Regions from separate parts of the Arachis hypogaea genome. Here region 2 is linked to region 1. A link is a contact called in public Hi-C data. All regions are on one chromosome and are shown on one strand. The core of a region is the stretch at or near the end of the contact, and the rest is flanking DNA. Distances in the headings are between cores, read along the strand shown.

Region 1 (7,423 bases), core at 3,179-5,678:
GGAGCGTTGTGTGGCAGTGGCACCGAGGAGGCGAACTACGAGGTCCTAGTGCTGGGTCCCCACGAATGCGTTTGCCAGCTGAACATTGAGGCTCCTCGTGTCTCGGATTGAATGTGGGGGTATAAACCCATGTTCACTACATTGGGTGTTTGGCTTCCGTTTCTCCCCTTTTATTATGGCCTTTTTAAACAGATGCGAGGTTGCTCCTTCGCAACTCCATCCAAACAGTTGGGTTGCCATCCACTATATTGAGATGGTTTGTGAATACTTGGATCTTCCGGCCACTGTGGAGGTTTTGCTCCATTTCTTTCTCTTTACAAATCCCTCTCGGGAGGGTAAACATGAAAAAAAGATACCTCTCTTTCCGAGCCGTACAGAACCGGAGGAACTTTGGTCTCTTTAAAGACTCCTTCCATGGATTTAAAGAAACTTTCTTCAAGGTGAGACCAGCTCGAGATTCTCACCTCTTCTGGCTCACCCTTGATGGAGAAAGGCACATCTCGACCTACTAAAGCTTTGGCGCCAACTCTAATTATATGATTAAGGTCACCTATGACGGCATAGGTTGGCAGAACCAACAAATTGCCGATGTCTTATTGGCGATTTGATTCTAATAACCTTAACCCCTATCTCTTGATGGGTGACTAGGAAGCTAGTTAGGACTGTGTAGATAAATTGATGCTTCCTACTGTCATTCTTTCATTTTTTCGAATTGTATACTGCTGCTTTATTATCGATTTTGTAACTTGGTTATTTTCTTTTGTAATCGGGATGGCCACTGGGAACACTTCAATTAGCCGTTTGATGACTCACTTCTTTTCCGGGGATGACGAGAACTTTGATTCCTCCACTCCTCAAGCCGAGATCCCTCAAGCCGACGAGCCTGAGGTTCAATCTCAGCCCCTCGACTAGGCCACCTCCCGGGCTAAGTGCTGGTGGTGAGGTTGGCCGTGGTGGTTGCACAGTCTTCAGGCGTTCAGGTTGAGGAGCCCAAAGTGGTCGTGATCCCTAACCCCAAGAAAAGAAAATCCAGCTCTAACCCGGGTCTGGTGCTCTCCGTGAAGAAAAAGAACTTCGACGTGGGTTTTTTTATTGATTCCCAGCTACTGCCGGAAATCGAAAACTTTTTTCGGGACGAGGAACTGGCCGCCCAAACGAGATGAATGTATCGCCGCTATCTCCAAGCCACCGCTATTCTAATATTGAGAAAATTTCATATACATGGTATTATTTATGTTCAACACTCCAAAATAAAATAAAATAAAATAAAATAAAATAAAATAAAATCTATGAAAATTAATGGTTAAAAAACATAAAATATATGATAAAAAATAATAAACTAAAACTTACATAACCTAAGAAGTAGAAGAATACAGAAAAAATTTTATGTAAATATTGTCACAATGAAAAACTTTATGTTAGTTATACGAATACATGAAAATTATATTTTGTAAATACGAAACTCACAAGAATAAGTAAAAGAAAGACTGAGAGAGTATCATAATTATAAAAAATGAACAAGTAATTAATACGACTAAATTATTGGATCACTGGATTAATGATTCAACTAGGAGGTTATTAGTCGAAACGTTTAACTCAATAATAATAAAATAAAAATATAAAATTATAATAATATAACAATTTAAATAGTAAAAATAAATAAACATATTTATAATTTAATATAATATAATATATAATACTATATTATAAAATTATAATTTAATATCATTATTAAATGATAATAATAAAATTATAAAAAATTATAATTTAATTGTTATTTTATATAACATATATTTTAATTTTAATTGGTATTACTTACGGTGTAATAACAAATTTGGCTGAGTAGAGAATGGAGATAATGCAGGTAGCAATGGATAGGGTAGGGTAGGTTTGGATTCAACCCTAATCTTACTTGCGGGTTGAGATTTTTATATAAACCCAACCCTCTTCTATTTGCGGGTTGAGAATATTCCAACTTTAATTCTACCAGTTCTTAACCTGCAGATACCCAACTTTATCCGTGGGTTATTAAAAAGTTGTAACATTATTATATAACTTGATGATAATTTATCAATTAATGATCTTTTCTTAGTGACTAATGATCTTTTATATTTAGTTAGGGGTCCTTAGTTCAACATCCACTTAAAACAGATTTTTATATAAGTATATAACATCTACATATATAGGATGGAGGTTGGTCGAGTAGGGTTGAGCCTCAACTTGCACCCTGCCCGACCTGCATAAGAATCATACCCATACTCTGTCCTACTATTGCGGATCAGATTGGTAACCCTATCTGACTGGATTGAATTGAGTTGGATACTCGCAGATAGAGTGTATGTTGCCACCTTTATAGTAGAGGTCCATCGTTCAAATCTTAGGTGCTACATGTTTCTGAAAGTGAATTTTCTAAAATAAATTTTATGCTAAATATAGTCACTGGATCAGTTGATTCGGTTCATCTCAGATTTTTTATTTTAGTAGAAAATTATGAATATTTTAAAATAAATTTTATGATTGTTTTATGCATATAATTTGTTTTATGAAATGATTTGTTTGAGGGTAAATATAATCTAAAAGAATTGGACACTAAAATTATGATTAACTCTTAATATTGGTTTTATATATTATTTATAATTATAAAAATAAAAATATAAAATAAATTTTTAAACTTAATAGAAAAATGGCTGAGTGCCTGTTGAGCTATGACCAGCATTTTAAAGAATAAATGTGTTATAACTGCAGCCACAAAAAAAATTGTATTCTCTCTCTATAAATTTTGTTATGTACTATGATGCGACCTTCTTCATAATAGTAAGACTTTTTTTTGTGTTGACAAGTGAGACTTTGTTTGATCTAGAGTAAATAATTATTTTGTACTACAAAAGATTTAAACGCTCATAAAACTGACAATAAAAAAAGTAAAATTAATACAATAGTCATTAAAGATGAATTTTGTTTGGAAAAAATATCCAATCATTAAATTTTTGTCAATTAAAAAATACACATAATTTTTAAAAATTGTCCTATCACATAATCTTCAATCAGTTAAAATCCTAAATTTTTCTAATAATATTAAAAAAACTCACAACTCCTCTCTAAATTCATTCCTAATAGGACATGACTACTCTCCCTTATTCTATCCTTACTCATTTTCAGATATTTTTAACCCTAAATGGTCAAAATACACATGAGAGATGACAGGAAAGAGAAGGAGAAATCAAAGAAGAACGAAGATGGAAGAAAAAGGAAATAAGAATAGGGTGAAGGGTGTGCGAGCGCTGGAAGCCATCATCTCTGTAGCAACAAATAAGAGAAAGAAAGAGATGCAAGAATGAGAGACATACAGAGAACAAAAAAAATAAACAGAGAGAAACTAAAAAAGAAAAAAAAGGAAAAGAAGGAAAAGTGAAGAAAGCGACGACAGAGGAGGGTCACGGCCGCAGTCGCCATTGAACGAGTAAAAATAGAACGAAATCATGAGCTATCTATCTTCGTTTCTTCCTCTTCCTCCATCTCCTCCCTCTTCTCTCTCTTTGTTGCTATCCAGATACGTTGTCACATTTACTTTGCAACCGCTGCATCAGTTATTATTACAGTATACTAGAAAAAAAATTGTTTAAATGTTCTTTTAATTATTTTGCATCTTTTTCTTTTTCTCATTTTCTTATAAAATCCAAATTTATGCTTCTGCTTTTGTTGTTATAGCTTTTTTTATTGAAGGGTTTTATTTTATTTTTATCCCTTTTCTTCTTTTTTTTTTCTTTTAAATATGAATTAGATAATCATATTTTGTGTTCCACTATTATGATGATTTAATTTTTTGTTTTTAAAATTTTTTTCTTAAACTATTTAGATTCAATTTATCACCCTGATTCTAATTGCTTATTTTTTTTATTATGGTTAATATAGCTAGGTTAAATTCTCAAAGAAATTGAAAATGATATGATAGGGTCAATTTAAGAATTTTATGTGTTTTTTGAACTGAATCAATAAAAATTTAATATTTAAATATTTTTGTCAAATAAAATTTATTTTTGATGGATATAACATTAGTTTCATTTTTTTGTGGTTAATTTTATCAGCGTCCAAATCTTTCATGATAAAAAAATAATTATTTACTCTCTGATCTATTTATTTTAAATTTAAATTTTTGGAAAAAATTCCAAAATCTATCTGCTACCACATTTTAATTTAAACTCCAAAAGGAGACAACAAACAAAAACCACCTAAGCCCAACAAAATGGATCATGAGAGTTTCTTTTGGAAAACTAATTATTTTGTGGTTTTTAATAAAAATGGCATATTTTAAAATTAAAAAAAAATCTAATAAAGAAGTCCGTCGTTAGCCCATTTAGGTCAATGAGTTTCTATTATGCAAGTGCAGTCTTTATTTTGTAGGCCCATAAATATTTAATATATAATTAATCCAAAATATTTAGTTCGCATACACAAAGGGGTTGGTCCTTAAAGAATCATATTGGCCCATTTGATAGTCTTAGACTCTTAGTTTTCGTGATATTTTCATTATTTTGACTATGTTGGTATTATAGAAATTATTAACAAATATTTTTTTAATTATTAACGTAGTTTGTTAAAAAGGTTTTTTTTTGTGACTTAAATAAATTAAACAAAGTAAAACAAGACAAACAAAACAAAGAAATTGTTTAAATAGAGAGACAGTTCCGTTTAAGACTATTCTGAAACTTCTCTCAAGGTGAAGGAAGCTCCACATAAGAAAGTTGTAACTTCATCGCCATCTTTGCTATAGTGTCTGCCACTGTATTTGCATCTCTCATAATCAAACGAAAGTCAACACGCCAATTCCAATGCATGATATCTCTTATTTGAGCACCAATAAATCAATAAACCCAAAACCATCTTGGTGATTAGTAACAAGATTAAACACTTCCATACAATCCGTCTCACAAATAACATCTTGTTGACCCACATCCCAAACTAAGAGATATCCTCTCCAAATAGCAAACAATTCCCCTTGAAGAATACTATTACTCTCAATCATTCCCAAACACCCCATTTGCCAACTCCCATTACAATATCTAATAACATAAGCAAAACCAACACTATCACCCGAACCAGGATAACTAGCATCACAATTAATCTTAAAAGTACCAATGGATGGAGAATTCCAAAAATCATTTAGAGTAGAGGGTAGGGACATACGTTGTAATTCAAAAATATTTCTAAGCTCTTTTTCTGAAGTTAATGCCAGATAATTTCGTAAAAACGCGAACCGATAAATTAACCGGCAGTACCGGTTTAAATCTGTTTGATACTGTGCAAGAATGATAAAAACAGTAGAAAAGCTTAAGAAAACAATTAGAATTAAAAATCGGGGGCTAATTTTAATGGTTTGGCCTAAAATTGGGTCAAACGGTCCAAAATTGCTAACGAGTTGGACCGAGTCTAAGTCCAACATATAAAAAGTCACTTAAGTGACAAATTCACCCACTTTCAGCATAAGAAGGCTGAAGGAACGTGAATGAGAGGAAGAGAGAAGAGGGTTTCACAAACACTATTCACACCTACCTTCAATTGACCATAACTTGAGCTACGGAGCTCTGATTCGCGTGCCGTCAGCAGCTACGCAAAACTCTCGCTGAGCCCGTTAGTTTCATCTAACTTGTATTGGTAAGATTTCAAAATTTTCTCTTCTTTCTGAAGCCCTAAGAATTTTTGAAAATGTAGGTGTTGATTTTGAGTGAATTTTTATGTTTTGATTGATTAGGTGGTCTCTAAGGTTGGGCTATTGGTGGTTTGTGCTCCAACACCATCGGAGAAGGTAAAAAAACTCTGTACCTTGTGAATTTGTGAAATTGATGAACCCTAAGTTTTGATTTATGATAAAATTATGTATGTCTAGCTTGAATTGTGAATTATTGGAGCTTTGGATTAATTGTTGGTGATTGGAGGCTTGGTTTGGACACAAATTTGGTGTATAACACATATTGGAAATCGACCAAAGTGTGGTTTCGATTTTCTCTATGTAATATGTAATATTTCTGGACACTTAGGCTAGTGGACCTTAGGATAGGATTAGATTAATTGTTGATAATTGTTGAAATGAGGTTGTTGTTTATAAAGGGTGTTGATTTGGAGTTAATGTTGTATGATGATGAATTATCGATGTTGAGCTATAATTGGTGGTGGATGACTATTATGATAATGATGGGTGGTAAGTGATGAATTTATGTATGAGAAATTATTGATGTGGATGTTGTTGCATATTGTTTGAAAGATTTATTGTGGAAAGGATGAAAATGTGAATTGTAGGTTGTGGAATGAATTGGAACGTATATGAATATAAATTAGATAAATTAGGACTGGTTTGGATGTAGAGCAATTGTTTTTGAATTGAGAGATTTGGTGAAATTAAGGTTTTAAGGTTTTTGGTAAAAACAGATTTTGGGCCAATTTTGGCAGATCATATCTTGAGTAACAGTTTTTGAAATTGATTAAATTTTGTATCAAATTAAAGATAATTCAAAGAGTTTTAAAAATGTATAGATTTTGTAGAAATAAGAATTTTGTAAAAAAAGATACGATCGTTGGAAGTTTGTGTCAAAAATCTTATTTCTGTGATGTTGCAGAAATTGTGAGTTCTGGTTTGTGTGGGCACGCCCACTGTTGTGTGCATGCTCTGAGCAGGGGCCATGTTTTTACTTGTGCGTATGCACACCCTGTAAAATTTTGAATACATGTGTACGCACACCCTTGTGCGCACACACACAGAGGGATATGCCTACTGTTGAGAGCGTTAGCACACTCTGGTGCGCACACACACCTTGCGAAATTTACAAGTTGTGCGTACGCACATGCTGGGAAGTGCCTTCTGTTGAGAGCGTTTGCACATATTCATGCGTGCACACAAAATGAAAAATTTTACCTTCTGTGCGTATGCACACCTCTATGCATACACACACTTTGAGAAAACTCTTCTGAGAGTGAGTACGTACAACTCAATGCGTACACACACTGCCCTGTTTTTTTTAAGAAAACCTTGTTTTTAACTGTTTTACCTTCCCGGCAAGCTTGTCAACTTCCGTAAAGCTTACCTAGGGTGTCTTAACTTATTTTTAGGCTTTCAAACATAGAGAATACCATAAGTAAGTTAACTAGATCATTTTAGGTATAAAGTTTAGAAGACGGAGTCTTAGAATTTGGAGTACTGAGGGTGGATTAGTTGAGTTAAGTGGTAGAGTACTGTAAAGACGATTGGTATGTTGAAATTATGGAGTTGTAGATTTGATGATGTTTGAGACAGAGTCTAGGATTCGGATTAGACTGAGTACTGAAAATGATTTCTGAAAAACCTCTGATATACTGTTTTATACTGAGATTGTTGAGACGCTATGCGCCTGGCAAAGACGGCTGGTTAATCCCGCTTGTCGAGGTCACGGCC
Region 2 (7,423 bases), core at 1,632-4,131, 99 kb after region 1:
TGCCTACAATAATGAATCCAATGCTAAATTTAACCGACAAAACAAGCCAATCTTAGAATGGACAAGTCCATAAATTTCTTTTTACCTCTTTCTATTCAATACGCACGCACGCACTATGTTTTTCATTATGTAATGTTTAACATAAAAATTGGAAAATCGTTTTTGGATATCCAAGTTTTTTTACATGGTATCAACACTCATTTTATTATCATTATATATCATTGTGTTTTCATTTTAACATCCAAATTCTTCTTTTGTAAATTAAATTGTGCATATTTTTTCTTTTGTTTTTTACAATTTTTTTTACCGAATAAATCAATAATTAATTTATTGTGAATTAAAATTTTATTTAAAATTTTATTATTAATTAATGAATTACTACATATCAAACTTTTGACATTTATTTAAACAAACGAATAAATATTTTTAGATGCATATATTATCTCTCGAAATTTTGACACAAATTAATAAATTAATAACAAAATTCAACTAACTATAGTTTGATACAGAAATTGCTTTCTCTTTTGCAAGTATAATTGTCTTTTAAAGTTTTGACACATATATTAATAATGGGGAATGCTAGGGGACAATGATTTTGTTGAACAATATGAACAACCACCAATCAAATAAAAACACATTACACCTTTAAATTAATCCTCTAAATTTTAATATTAAAATAATCATCCGTACACTAGTAAAATGAACATCCAATATATCTATTGTTTATATTGTTTAATATTTTCATTGTTTACCTGTATCTTTCCATTAACAATAGAGTTAAGTATGATTTTAGTTCTTAAAGTATAAGTTGAAAATTTTTTTCGTATTCAACCTTTTTTTGTATACAAAATTGTTCCTAAAATTTAACTTAATTTTAAAATCGTCCTTACTTTAAGGACCAAAATCATACGGAAATAGCGGCAGAAGTAGCGTAGACAGCTTCTTTTTTTTTCCTTTTCCTTTCTTCTTCTTCCCTTTCTCATTCGAAAGAGTAGAAACATTTTCTTTCTCTTATTTTTTTAATTTTATAATTTTTTTATTAAAAATAATTTGGTCTAAAATTTTAATATTTAAGTAAAAATGATGATTTTAAAACTCGGTTTTAAATTTTAAGGATAATTTTATATACAAAAAAAATTTGATGACGAAAATTTTTTTCGGTCTATATCTTAAAGACCAAAATCGTACTTAATCCTTAACAAATCAACAGATATAAAAATTAATTTTTTTTAAATAATTGTCTTGAGTGAAATGAGAACCGCCTTCAGACTGGATGAAATTACTTGAAATTCTAATACATAGTACATTAAAAAATTTCAAATGAAAAAGTTAACAATTTTTTTCTTTTTATAAAAGAAGTCAAGAAGAGTTACAATTTGTTAAATCCACATTAACTCATTGACATATACTATTGGAATACAGTCAAATGAGACTCATAAATAGGTCAAATCAATTTAAAAAAATCGATCTATGAAAATGTATTTAATTTATATCTTTTATTTATGTAAAAAAATGTTTACCATAAATATTTAAGCATACATATTCTGTTATTAATAAAAATAATTAATTTAATTTGGAATAATATAACATTTTTTATAATATCAATGTATTGCCCCACCAAAAATGAAGCTCAAATGTGGATTGGGATCCTATGAAATTTATATTCATTAAAATATTCGGGGGTAAAGTTAAGAAAAAGCTTGTAGGACTGTAGGGGAATTCTCAAATGAAGTGAAAATAAAATACTTTTATTGTTGGTAAAATTTGAATTTTACATTGAACTGAAAATTATTGAACCAATTAAATTAACCATTTTTTAAATATAAAATAAAATTAATAAAAACAAAAATACTCTTAATAAATATTAATTTATTTATTTTAGTTTAAAAATTGATTGATTAAGTTAATTTAATAATTCTCAATTCAACAGTTTTTTTATTCAATTAACATAATTATATATATATATTTAATTATATAAAAATATTATTTTTTATATTAATTACATAAATAATTATTTAAAATATTAAATATGATTGAATGACTCTAGATGATGCATTAAAATTAAATTTTAATTATAATACTATATCAAAAAATATATTTATTTCATGGTATAACTTATATGTGAACTTTTTGTTTTTATATTGGAATGACAATAGTATTTTGTTGAAATGTAAATTATTGGAGTATTATTCTTAAATGTAAAACCGTTTAATTAAAAAAGTAAAAATTGAATTGTTTGATTTGTTAGAGGTACAAAAATTAAACTTTTTAATTTGTAGAAGTACAGAAATTGGACCATTCAATTTATATTAAAAAAATTAAAAATAAAAAAATTAAATTCTAATTTATATATATTTTACAATTTAAAAAATACAAAAAGTTATAATATTAAAATATATCATTATTTTATTGGTGGTAGTAAAAGGTTGGAATTTTTTCTTGTGGGTTCCACCTCGATGACTTACTAACCCGACGTGGCTAACAGAAAAAACAGATAAAGAAATTAACAGAGTCACTCTGTTTCATTCCCTTGTCTCTTGTCTCCCACCATTTTGTGCCAACATAATAATAATAATAATGATAATAATAATAATAATAATAATAATAATAATAATAATAATTATTATTATTATTATTATTATTATTATTATCATTATTATTCACCGATAATATTCATTAATTGAGAAAAATGTTTTCTTAATATTAAACATTATATGATAGCTAATTGAAGACTTTTTTTTTTTTTGTATATTTAACACCATTGATCCAATTTTAACATATTTAATTAGAGAGTCAAATCAGTCACCAAAAAAAAAATTAGAGAGTCCAATCAAAACACGTAACACTATCTTTAACTATCACCCATGGTCAATACTTTTACATTCTGAATGAATCTCTCTCAATTTTTTTAAGACTTCACGGTGTATCTTTTCATCCTTATAAATTGGTGTGAGCACCGTTTCTTCATAATAATAAAAGAAAAAACACCCCCTCCCTTAACTCTTGTGTTGTGAGAGAAAAGAGTCTCCATTCACGTGTCTCTCTTCCTTTCCTTGCTCCTCTTCCTCCTCTTGTTTCATTTCTCGTTTCCATTACCCAATATAATAATAATAATAATAATAATAATAATAATAATAATAATAATAATAAATGATTTTTATTTTAATTCTTGCCTGATATTAAGGCCATTCTCAGGCGGTGGTTGATGTATCTTTGTGGGGTTGTTGTTGTCATTATTATTATTCAATAATAATATTATAAATTAATATAAATATATAAAGAGAAGAAGGCTCTTAAATTTAGTTAAAGGGTGTTGAAGTGATTCTGATACAGTGGTTTTAGTTTTTAAAACTTGCAAAGAGAGAGAGAGAGAGAGAAAAGAAAAGAAGAAAAATGGAAGCAAGGAAGCAAAAGGGTACTTCTTCTTCTTCATTTTCTTCTGAGCTTTTTGGTTCCAAAGAGTCTCAACCATCACCTTCTTCTGGGATTTTTGGCTCTATATTTTCTCCTCAGTCACCTAAGGTCAATGAATTTTCCTTCGTTTTTCTTTTTTCATTCTTATTTATTTAATTTATTTTATTTCTATCTTTCTGCATTTCATGCTTAGGTTGATGATGATTTCTCTTATGTAACAGATTTTCTTTTACTTTTGCATTTGCTCTTTGATTTTCTTTTTGTTGTTCCTGCAACATAATTCCAAAGAACAAAGATAAGCATTTAATTTGCACGTGAAGATGAACTAAATTCAGTTAGCTTTTCCAAGTTCTTTGAATCATCATAACAAAGTTTTCATTGCATATATATGGACTCATATTAATAAGCATCTCTTGGTGTTTTTTTTTTTAATTTTATTTATTTGTGTTGATTCAGGTATTAGGTAGAGAATCTCTGCGTTCTGAGTTGAATGGAAAAATTGCTAATGAATCATTGAAAATTCGTAATCAAGGTAAAGTTCTCTAGGCGTAGACTCAGTTTTTTTTTTCTAACATTTTTTGTTATGTTTTAAGATGAAATATTTGCCAAGATCACATAATATTATATTTTTCCTTCTATTTTCCAAATTTTCCTAATTTTCCTTAATGCAGTTGCGTGTGTCAGTTATCTGGTCCATTAATAGTGGTCTTGATTCAATTCACCCAGATAAATATAATTTTTTAATATACTAATAAGATCATAATAAAACTTATTTCGGGACTATAAATTATTTATGGACACTGACATGCAGAATTCTCATATAAAATTAATAATTAAGAATTGTTAAACAAAAATTTAGTCAAATTTATTAAATTATTTTTAAATATCAACTTCATAAATTATCTAATTATTCTTAAATATCAATTTTACAATAATACAAGTGCACGTGAGTTTTCGTCATTATTTATTGTTAATTTGACCCATTTAATTCACATACATGAATCTTGTTATTTCTTTTTTGGTTTTATGTTGTTGATGGTGTGAATTGAATGAATAATACAGATGGAAACTCGAAGGGAAATAAAGAAATGGAAAGTGAGAATAAAGCGAATGAGGATATGAGTTGGATGTATGAGGATCAAAGGGTTCAACCATGTCACCTTAGTTCATCGATCATGTATGGCGCTCAGGACATATATTCGCAGCCTCAGAGTACACACAATTCAGGATACACCTCCTCGGTGAGTCCATTCCATTAGACTTACTCTTACTTTGTCACTATATCGCTAGAAATTGACCAATCAAGTGTTGTCACGTGAACTCAACTCAATAAAGTGAAGCTTATTATAAGATAAACAATCACACAAAATAAAGACTCAACAAAAGAATGGATATCTTACAAACTAGATTTTATTTTATTTTATGTATTTTATTTTGTCTATGTTTTCAGGACTAAGAATGCCTAACAATTTTTTTGTTTTTTGTTTTTTTTTTTTTGGTGTTTAACAGCTCAAGAACGAGGGGCTAGAAGATGATTCAGGAAGTGCTTCAAGAGGAAATTGGTGGCAAGGTATATTATGTTATGTGACATATGCATGAGTTACTTATATTTTTATATCATCAAAGCATGCATTTGCAATGTGAAAAATTGATTATGGTTTGTATTGTTGTGTCACAGTTTTCCTTTATTCTGATGTTGTTTTTGTTGACTTTCTAACCAGGGGGTCTGTATTATTGAGAAGTCACTCTTCCCAACAGAGATTATATATATATACTCCTCAATCAAGGTATATGATTCTGTGAAACTATGGTCAAATGGCAATATTAGATATTTGTTACTCTTTTTTTTCCTGTAAAATCACAAATAAATCTATGAAGATTTACATTTTTTAGACAAATTAATTTCTAAAAAAATATTAATAAAATCTTTTATGATAATAAATGTGAACAAGTTAGTTTAAATTAAGACTTTCTATCTTAATTATAGGGGTTAATTTAGAAGTAATATATTCATATTTTTTATCTTAAAAGATTTTATTAGTACTTTTTTAAAAACTAATCTGTTTAAAATATAAATCTCAGGAATTTATGTGTCACTTCACTTTTTTTGTTTTCCTTTTAGACTTTTAGATTTAGTTGGTTTGAAAAGTAAGAACTCTCAGAAGTGAAAAAGAGCCAAGACTTATACTCCGGGACTTGTTTGGTTTCTGTTTTTATTCAGTTATTTGTGAAAAAATAATGATAATAGAAGATGAGATTTTGTTGTTTTCAATTTTTCTTTCATTAAATATGAAAAGATTCAAAATACTGAAAATGAAAATGAAGAATTATTGATCGAGAGGAAAATAAGAGGCAGAGGAAAAGATGATAGATAACTAATGGTTGTATTTTCTAAATAAAAATTGTAAAACGAAAATAAAAAAATAAAAACTCATAAAGAAGAAAACCGGCCTTGTATATATATATGTGTGTGTGTGGACACAAGAATTCTAGTTATATACTTATATTTCTATCCTCCATGTTCAGATTGTGATTTTTGTTGTTGTTGTTGTTGTTGTTATTCATATTATTGCAGGTATACATAGGAGGATATAACATAGCATTATAGCCCATCTTTTATTATATGGAAGAAACTATATACAGTGTAGTCAGAACTCAGAAGAATGTTGTTGTGTACAACTAGCTAATTTATGCGCTTTCAACCTTTAATTTCCATTTCTTTCTTTCTTTGTATGTAAAGATTATTATTATCATTATGCTTGGTAATCTTGTTATGATATATAGCTTTATATGTAACATTAGCTACAATTATATGTGGCTGAAACTTATGTTATTATTTTGCCCTGCTTTGTATTTCACCAATGACGACTGGTTTTGGAACAAAATAGGTGTTATTACTCTCTTCAACATTTGAGTTTATTGATAGGTAAATTATATGGTAAAGATGTAAGTTTACAGATTTTTTCTTTAATAGAATGAAAGAGAGATTAATAAGGTAGAACCCATATTTTAAATAATAATAAAATAATAAAAAATAATTATAAAAAGAATTATATTTTTTCTCTATACCACTCCAATTTGTACAATAGAATGATAATACTATAGTTGTTTTCTTTAAAGATACTAACATAGTTGGTTATTCACATTAACTAAATCTTCAACATCCATTTATTTATTCCTTTAGTCTCTTAATTGACCAAGATCAAATAATGATACTCCAATGTGATAGTAGTATCTTTAGTACTATAATCTATGTGCAAGATAATTATTTGACGAACAAAGTATTAAAACCTAAAGGCATAGGTTCATGAATCATTTTCAAACTATATCATCCAATACAATGCTTAAACCCTTCAAAGATGGTGGGTGGGTATGTGTGTTGTGGCCTCATCTATGAAAGCATAAATGATCTAGAAACATGTCAAAAAGCTTGTTAACTAAGTAGTCAATTCCATTTGTTTTTAAAAGGGTTTCTAGTCTCTGGTTTATTCCCTCATCGAAAACATAGATTTGTCCCATTCACCTATCCTTATCCTTATCTATTATTAATGGTAGCCCGGAACAATAACTCCTAAGAATCCTTCTGTTTGGCCATTGGAAAAATGATATTGGTTATTTGTATGAATTTAATTTTGATGTTCTGTGTAAAGAAATTTTATATGTATATTTTATTATGTATTGTTATATTAGTAAAAATAATTATTTTAAATAATTAATATATGAATGATTATTTAAACGAATAGATGTGATTGAACGACTGTATAATTTACACTGTTTGTATTAATATTATGTATTGTTATATTAGTAAAAATAATTATTTTAAATAATTAATATATGAATGATTATTTAAACGAATAGACGTGATTGAACGACTGTATAATTTACACTGTTTGTATTAATATTAAATTCTATTTGTATTTACTTTTGTTAAATACCATCATGAACTTTTTTTTCCCTCAAACTTTATTTTTCCTCTGTTTTCTGGTGTCTAATATAAAAAATGAGTTCA

What was found. Hi-C and Micro-C count contacts between places; a contact is called where the count stands out from the background.
Region 2: a Hi-C map of an unstated tissue shows a contact between it and region 1, with 5 times the contacts expected there. The contact joins the promoter of LOC112727831 here to the enhancer-like site in region 1. A contact is called at or near these places in 3 of 8 Hi-C or Micro-C datasets (leaf and an unstated tissue).

Annotation. Positions count from the first base shown.
Region 1 is chr12:98,966,288-98,973,710 of arahy.Tifrunner.gnm2.J5K5, forward strand. LOC112727829 reads left to right here. Exons shown (of 7, transcript XM_072209548.1): 6 at 5,750-5,803. Among protein-coding and RNA genes, the nearest start is that of LOC112727829, 10 kb to the left of the region's middle. Within about 2 kb of position 4,429, at least 1 of the 3 cell types and tissues checked has open chromatin away from gene starts, as enhancers often do.
Region 2 is chr12:99,067,085-99,074,507 of arahy.Tifrunner.gnm2.J5K5, forward strand. It overlaps LOC112727831, which reads left to right and starts at 2,882. Exons shown (of 6, transcript XM_025777747.3): 1 at 2,882-3,522; 2 at 3,871-3,946; 3 at 4,477-4,655; 4 at 4,924-4,984; 5 at 5,136-5,201; 6 at 5,990-6,299. The coding sequence starts at 3,394. The coding sequence ends at 5,152.